Regions from separate parts of the Mus musculus genome. Here region 1 is linked to region 2. The links are chromatin contacts, called in public HiChIP or PLAC-seq maps. All regions are on one chromosome and are shown on one strand. The core of a region is the stretch at or near the end of the contact, and the rest is flanking DNA. Distances in the headings are between cores, read along the strand shown. Region 1 has its middle 120 kb from the start of Gdnf. Region 2 overlaps Gm41262 (a long non-coding RNA gene).

Region 1 (3,373 bases), core at 548-3,047, 230 kb after region 2:
CAATCATTTTCTTTCCTTCACTTCAATCCCTTTGATTATTTTAACAGAGTCACATGAAAAATGTGGGCCCAACCACCTCCTTTACTTTGTGAGTCCCCTGAAGACTCAGACAAGCAAATCTTTATCACCTCCAAAATGGTGATGAATCTCATGCAATTTCCACTTTCTTCAGCTCTGAGAGACTCTCCTTGACAATGTGAGATCTTGTTATTTTCTAGCACCGTTTACTGTCAGGTCTGCCTTTGCCCTGTTGGAATCCTCTCCTCACCCTGACAAAGGGACACTTCTGTTCTGGCCTTTCCTTCTGTTAGCAGTTGTGTGACTCATAGGGAAATACTGGTAGAGTAGCCCCAAGTTATCAGCTATTTGTGACAGTGATGACATCTTTCATGAAGGGGATCCACAGAGGAAAAGAAGGAAGAGGAAGGGACCAGAAAGAAGTGGAGGAGGAAAGGGAGGAGGGGGAGGAAGAATATGGAAGAAGAGCAAGTCGGAGAGAATGGAGCAAGAAGCAAAGAAATCTGCAATTCTCATGCAGACAGGACCCGGTCTGTTCACCTTTGAGTCCTTACCTATTGATGTCCTCCCTAGAACATAGGAAGTACTTATGCCATTTTGGGACTGCTATGTAAAGAAGGAGCAGAAATGGAAAAGAATCAATCTATAGAAGAAAGGAAGAAGGGGGGGGAACGTAACAAGGAAGAGGAGGGGAAGAAAAGGGCAGGACAGGACTTGACTATTACTAGCAGTATGAGGAGACACTAAGTAAAGCACATTTTCTGGATTCATAATAACTGGCTTAAATTCCAATCCTGAAAGTCACTGTCAGTCACCTTGGGCAAGTTTGTTAATCCTTCTCATCCCTCTGTCCCCATGAGTAAGATGATTACTATAGCTCCTACCTCACTGGGCTGCCATGAGGATTAAATTTGACAATATGAACAAATAACACCCAAACAATGGGAATTATTGTCCTCCCTCTCATCATGTATCTTCGCATCAGAGTGAACACATCTAGACTATTACATCCCTTGATCTTGGAACTGGCTCTCTCATTCTGGAAATAACCTTGATTTTGTAACCTGTAACTATTGAAAAATCTATCAGGAGGGTATTTACAAGCTTAGGAGGTAGTTTTAACAAGGTAACTTCATGTCAAATTGTGCTTTAAAACATGGTGAAGTATACTAAAAGTTACTGGTTTGTTATAGTTTGAATAATTTAACCTTGCTTCGCCATGTTCATGGACCATGAAAAAAGATGTATCCTTTATCACAGAATTGATTGACAGCAGAGAATTTTTCAGTCCCTGAATTAAAAGTGGAATGAGGTTTCCTTACATCCCAGAATATTTCCCAGAGTCCAGACACACATTAGTCAAGGGAGGCGCTTCCTGGCACTCACTTACCTGACAATCACACTTCCTTTGTAGCATGGAGGAATTCCCTTTCTGTGCTTCAGGGGCACACCTGCTGGGCTGGGCACAGGCTCAGGAGCACCCAGGGGAAATGATCCAACAGGTATGCTCCGAAGCAGATGAGCACCATCCCCGTCAGAGTGCAGGGAGCTCAGGGATTGGGAGGTGGGGAGGACAAAGGGAAGAGGAATTATGGGAAAGTGCAGAAGGAGGCCTTAGATCTGAAATTGAAGTCTATGTTCAACATAGCTTTTCCATTCTACCCATTCATTAATATAATAAAGTCTTGCTTTAAAAAAAAAAAGAGAGATGCTGACTCACCATCTAGTCATACATCTGCTTCACGAAGTCGATACCCTTAGGCTATAACTTTTTACTGGTCTCTGCCCCTCCCATGCATCTCTTAGCCCATGGCACTAGTCTCATTACATAACTTTTCACCCATATGAAAACTAGCCAAATGATCGAGACTTGTTTTCAGAATGAAAGAAAGACTAGCAACCGCCTGTGTCATGACAAATAGGTCTTGCAGACTTTAGAAAAGGCACGGCTGTTCATGTGTGTCTGAATTTAAAACCTTCTCCCTAGGTGGGCGAGAGAGATAGTGCAGTGGTTAGGAGCACTTGCTGACCTTCTAGAAGATCCGAGTTCAATTCCCAGCACTTATGTCAGGTAGCTTGGCTCACAGAAGCCTTTCACTCTAAATCCAGGGAGATCCAACACCTTTTCATCCCCACATACATCTGCACACAACCTAACAGACACATACACGTATACATAAATAAACATCTTAGACAGGGCATGGTGGTATATATCTTTACTCCCAGCCCGACTTCAGGGATGGAGCTGTGAGTGGCAGCAGCCTGCCTTAGCTATACATCATAACTAGAAGAACAATAGATAGATAGATAGATAGATAGATAGATAGATAGATAGATAGATAGATAGATAGATAGATAGGTATAATAAATATATAGACATATAGATATAATTTTATGTATATGAGTACACTGTAGTTGTCTTCAGACACACCAGAAGAAGACATCAGTTCCCATTACAAATGGTTGTGAGCCACCATGTGGGAATTGAACTCAGGACCTCTGGAAGAACAGTCAGTGCTCTTAACTTCTGAGCCATCTCTCCAGCCCAAAGGATAGCATTTATAGCTGATGAGTTCAATTTCCAAGCAAAGAATTCCATTTACATTTACACTTACAAGTATAAGAAAAAAACATAAAGAATAAAAACTAAATGCTTTGTGGCTAGGAGATCCATGAGAGAGAACTCTCTTTTGGCACAGATGGGCAAGGTGAGGGCTGGCATGGATCTAGGATCTCCCAGAGGCCTGCCCTCTTCACCTGAACTCTGTTGGAAAAAAGATAATATCAGAGGCTATTCACTAAACTAGCAAAAGCTATGACTTTCAGCAAAAACAACTGAAGATGGCTTCATGGCAGAAGCAGCCTGAGTCTTTAAAGGACAGAGATCCAAGCAAGTGTGAGGATCGAAAGGACATGGACGGTACTCTTACCCGGAGGGCAAGTCATTAGGCGCAGAGGCCGAGTCACCGATGTGGTAGACTCTCAGAGCCTTCAGTTCAGATATCCACTGGCATCTTACAATTAACAATTTATAGGGTCACATTTTACATGATAGTGTTTTGGGGTTTTTTGTTTGTTTGGTTTGTTTGTTTGTTTGTTTGTTTGTTTGTTTGTTTTTTCGAGACAGGGTGTCTCTGTGTAGCCCTGGCTGTCCTAGAACTCACTTTGTAGACCAGGCTGGTCTCAAACTCAGAAATCTACCTGCCTCTGCCTCCCGAGTGCTGGGATTAAAGGCATGTGCCACCACGCCCAGCTCTTTACATGATAGCTTGACTAATGCTAAAACCATACAAGTTTCCAATTGTCCTCTTAAGACCTGTGAACTCCTGTCCACATGAACTGACCAACAATTCTC
Region 2 (3,287 bases), core at 182-2,681:
TTCCGTGACAAGAAACACGTAGATGTGTCAGACAGCTGGACACTCAGCGGTAGATCGTCAGGCAGTCCTGGAAGTGGGTCTGCATTTCTAAGTCCTCACATCAACAGTTCTTATACTTTCCACATTTGTATAAGTAGAACGTGCTGGCAGGGTGTGAAACATTACACACATGCTCTGTTAGTAAATGATGTGCCGGCAGTGTGATTTATGTCCTGTAGGCACACAACTTCCTCTCCTTCAGAAGAGGGCTCTAGACAAGCTAGGGTCTACAAGTGGCTCTGCCAGGGAGTTGAAAGCCCACCAAACTCAAGGACCCAAATCTCCTCGGGTCACCCGAGGCTTTGGCCGGAGAAGCCCGTGGGAACAACCTCTAGAGTTTGATCTGGAGTATGGTCCTTTTTTCTTCCTGTCCTTCTCCACAGGAAGAGGTACTGAGCAATATCCAACTTGTCTCCAGTGCTAACGACTCTAAGCACTCCAGGCTCCTCCAGGCCCATTTCTTAGGACAAGCTCTGTGATAACTAAAATCAGAGACAGCTACCTCCATCTTTCTACATCAAAGAAAAAGAAGAAAAATGGCATAGTATTTATAGCTAATTCAAAACAGCTGAATTGTAAGTATCCCCCTTGCACACAATGTCCATCAGGAGAAGAACATACCCAGATTAATTTAGAAAGCATTTTAGACTAATTTAGCTATAAGTGACCAAAATGTGCTTTTGCATCTGTTTGGGATGACATTTCTTGGGCATGGAGCACTGTGCAGTAATTCCCGTGACAGTAAACACATAGACTTGCTATTTGATAGTTGCATAACTGTGGTTTGCTTTTGCTTGCTCTTGGAGGTGAAGAGCTGGCTGTCTGCTTTTTGTTCCCCCCATCTCACCCGCAGGCGGTGAGGTGGAAGCAACCAAATGTAAACTGCACCAAACTGGGGGTGGAGGTGGGGGTGGGGCAGGAAATAGTTAATATGCCAATTGCATGTAAGATATCTGGTCAGTTTCTCTGAATTGTCTTTCAGCTCAATGTGCCCGAGTGGCAATGCTCATGAATAACCAGCAGAGGGCAGCCACGGCCTCCTAATACACTGGGAAGGCTCTTCCTGCCATCCATGAAATAAGCTTCAGAGAACAAACTCTTGCTTGCATCTCTAACAGTTTCTCCCAAACATTGGATAAGTCACCACACAGTGGGAATAACTCAGGTTGCGCTCTGCTGTCACGTGACTTAGATGGAAGCTCAATTCTTCTATGTTCTAGCTGTGGACTGGCTGCACTTATAGTTAACCTCAAATGGAGACAGTTATAACATCCACTTTATATGTGGGCTTACTGCGAACGTGTAACAAATTAGTATTCATTGTACATCCAGAACAGAGCCCAGTATACAGTGATGTATGGTATGTGTTCTTGTGGCTACAGTATTACATCAGTCTTTGTTTATGTTTCAGAGTCCCAGATAAAGTATCCAAGAAGGAAGTGTCATGACTCAAGAAGGAAGAAGTCAAGGCTTGGATGGGTCTCAGGCCAGGTGGCCAGAAACTACTTAGATGGGGGTGGCTGTGGTCAGGAGGAAGGAGGACAGGGAAGTGTCTCTGAGGAGGGAGGGAGGAAGAAGCAGAAGCTGTCTTGAGTTAGTTCATTTCTTCCCTGAAGTAGTCAGAGACCTGAGCTTGGACCACTGAGGGGTCAGCAGGGGTCTTGCACAAGAAGACCTCCAAGTGAGCAGAAGGCTAGTCTTCTTAACTGTGTTCAAGCAGGATGCAATTAGCTGCAGTTGGGGAGGGCATCCTGGGCGCCTCTCCTCTGGGTGAAAGACAGAGAAAGAACAGGAAATCTTGGTTACCACATAGCCAGCATGGCAGTGGCTGAGGCAGCAGTTAATGTTCTGGCTTCTGAGCAAAACCGAGAATGCAGTAGTAGAGAGTGGTACCCAGCAGGTGGAGTGGGTGGGGTCCACAGCAGGAGAGAAATCTTTCTTTGAGCGATGCTGCAGAGACCCCTGGCTAGGAGTCTGAAGTAAGCGCCAGTAAGTTGTGTATGGTCAGGAACCACATCTTATCTAACCTTCCATTGTAGCATGGCACATCCTTGCCTACCTGACCTCCAAATAACTCTGGCTGGCTGGTGAGATACAACTGAACGCACACTGCACGTTGTTTTTCCTCCTCTGACCCGTTAGCTGATGGCTGCCCACATTTCTGTGCTCCTCTGTGGTTACAAATAGCTCAGCGATGCCCACCCTCCCCACCCAGTCTGGCCTGTACTAGACAGGGAGAATAGGGAAGAAACACTGAATTAAGAGTGAGTATCAGGGCTGTGTTGTTACTGCAGCATAACTCGGCCTGTACTGCCTCACCCCTGTGCGGCCCTTTCCCACACTCAGTGCCCCTTGCCACTTCTCTCAACCCCTCACTTGATACTCTGGCAGGTACAAGGACAGGGACGCACCATCTCAGGTTCCAGATGGTGAAACAGGCCTTCCCAGAGCTTTAACTGTTCAAGGTCCCCAAATCAAAGTGAAGAGGCTGAGACTCGACCTCAAGCCCCAGGACTGTGTTGTTCTTTCCACCTCCCCTCCCTAGCCTGGCACGAAATCCAACACTAAAAACGATAGCCCGACTTGACTAGCCGTGGGCCATGAGTAGTACCACGTTTGTCCCCAAGATGATGGATGTGTGGGTAAAGATGACTGCTTTCACAGACACCAAGGTCAGTGAAAGGATGCTGCTCTTGGGGGTCTCAGGGCCCACCATTGCCTGGGAGGCTCTCTCACTCCAGTTCAGAAACAAGCACCGACATGTCATGCTTCATCCCGTGATCTGTAATGGAGGCCTCGCTGCTCCAGTTCGCTTCTCCGTCATGCCCTATCTGTCCTGCTCCAACCATAATCATCTTGACCTTGAGTTCTCTCCATCTTTGCACCTATACTCCCTTCCTGTCAAATTTTCCTGGCCTCAAGGCTCAGTAACTAGGCGATGTGTTCTCCGCTTAGGAGTTCAGCATAGGCCGTGGCAAGGCTGGAGTCTGCTACTGATTGTGTATGTCATGCCTGGTACTTGGACCTGGCTCTCCGCAGGCTGTATGGGACAGGGGGGCTTCAGAGAGACTCACAGGCTGCAGGATAGGAATCTCAGGGCTGACAACTTTGTTACACTTCCCATCATACCCTGCAACTGGCAGCCAGTTTCACCAGCCAAGGATGGCTTTCTGCTTCTACCCATCCTCCACTGCCCACTTTGAAGGGATCAAAGAGCCCCGTGTGTTTTTCTAATCTCCCTAATCCTC

What was found. HiChIP or PLAC-seq counts read pairs in DNA pulled down with a chosen protein or histone mark.
Region 1: an H3K27ac HiChIP or PLAC-seq map of the NIH/3T3 cell line shows a contact between it and region 2, with 3 times the contacts expected there. The contact joins two enhancer-like sites. A contact is called at or near these places in 1 of 15 datasets of contacts at CTCF or cohesin (the NIH/3T3 cell line), 4 of 484 Hi-C or Micro-C datasets (cortical neurons, embryonic stem cells and nephron progenitors) and 3 of 115 datasets of contacts at active chromatin or transcription factors (the NIH/3T3 cell line and embryonic stem cells).

What each region holds. Positions count from the first base shown.
Region 1 is chr15:7,692,429-7,695,801 of GRCm38.p6, forward strand. No RefSeq gene overlaps it. Among named protein-coding and RNA genes, the nearest start is that of Gdnf, 120 kb to the right of the region's middle. Within about 2 kb of position 1,798, at least 13 of the 459 cell types and tissues checked have an H3K27ac peak or open chromatin away from gene starts, as enhancers often do. A contact at or near this core is called in the NIH/3T3 cell line, where this site is marked.
Region 2 is chr15:7,459,235-7,462,521 of GRCm38.p6, forward strand. The region is part of intron 2 of Gm41262 (a long non-coding RNA gene); the gene reads right to left. Among named protein-coding and RNA genes, the nearest start is that of Gm41262, 7.4 kb to the right of the region's middle. Within about 2 kb of position 1,432, at least 16 of the 459 cell types and tissues checked have an H3K27ac peak or open chromatin away from gene starts, as enhancers often do. A contact at or near this core is called in the NIH/3T3 cell line, where this site is marked.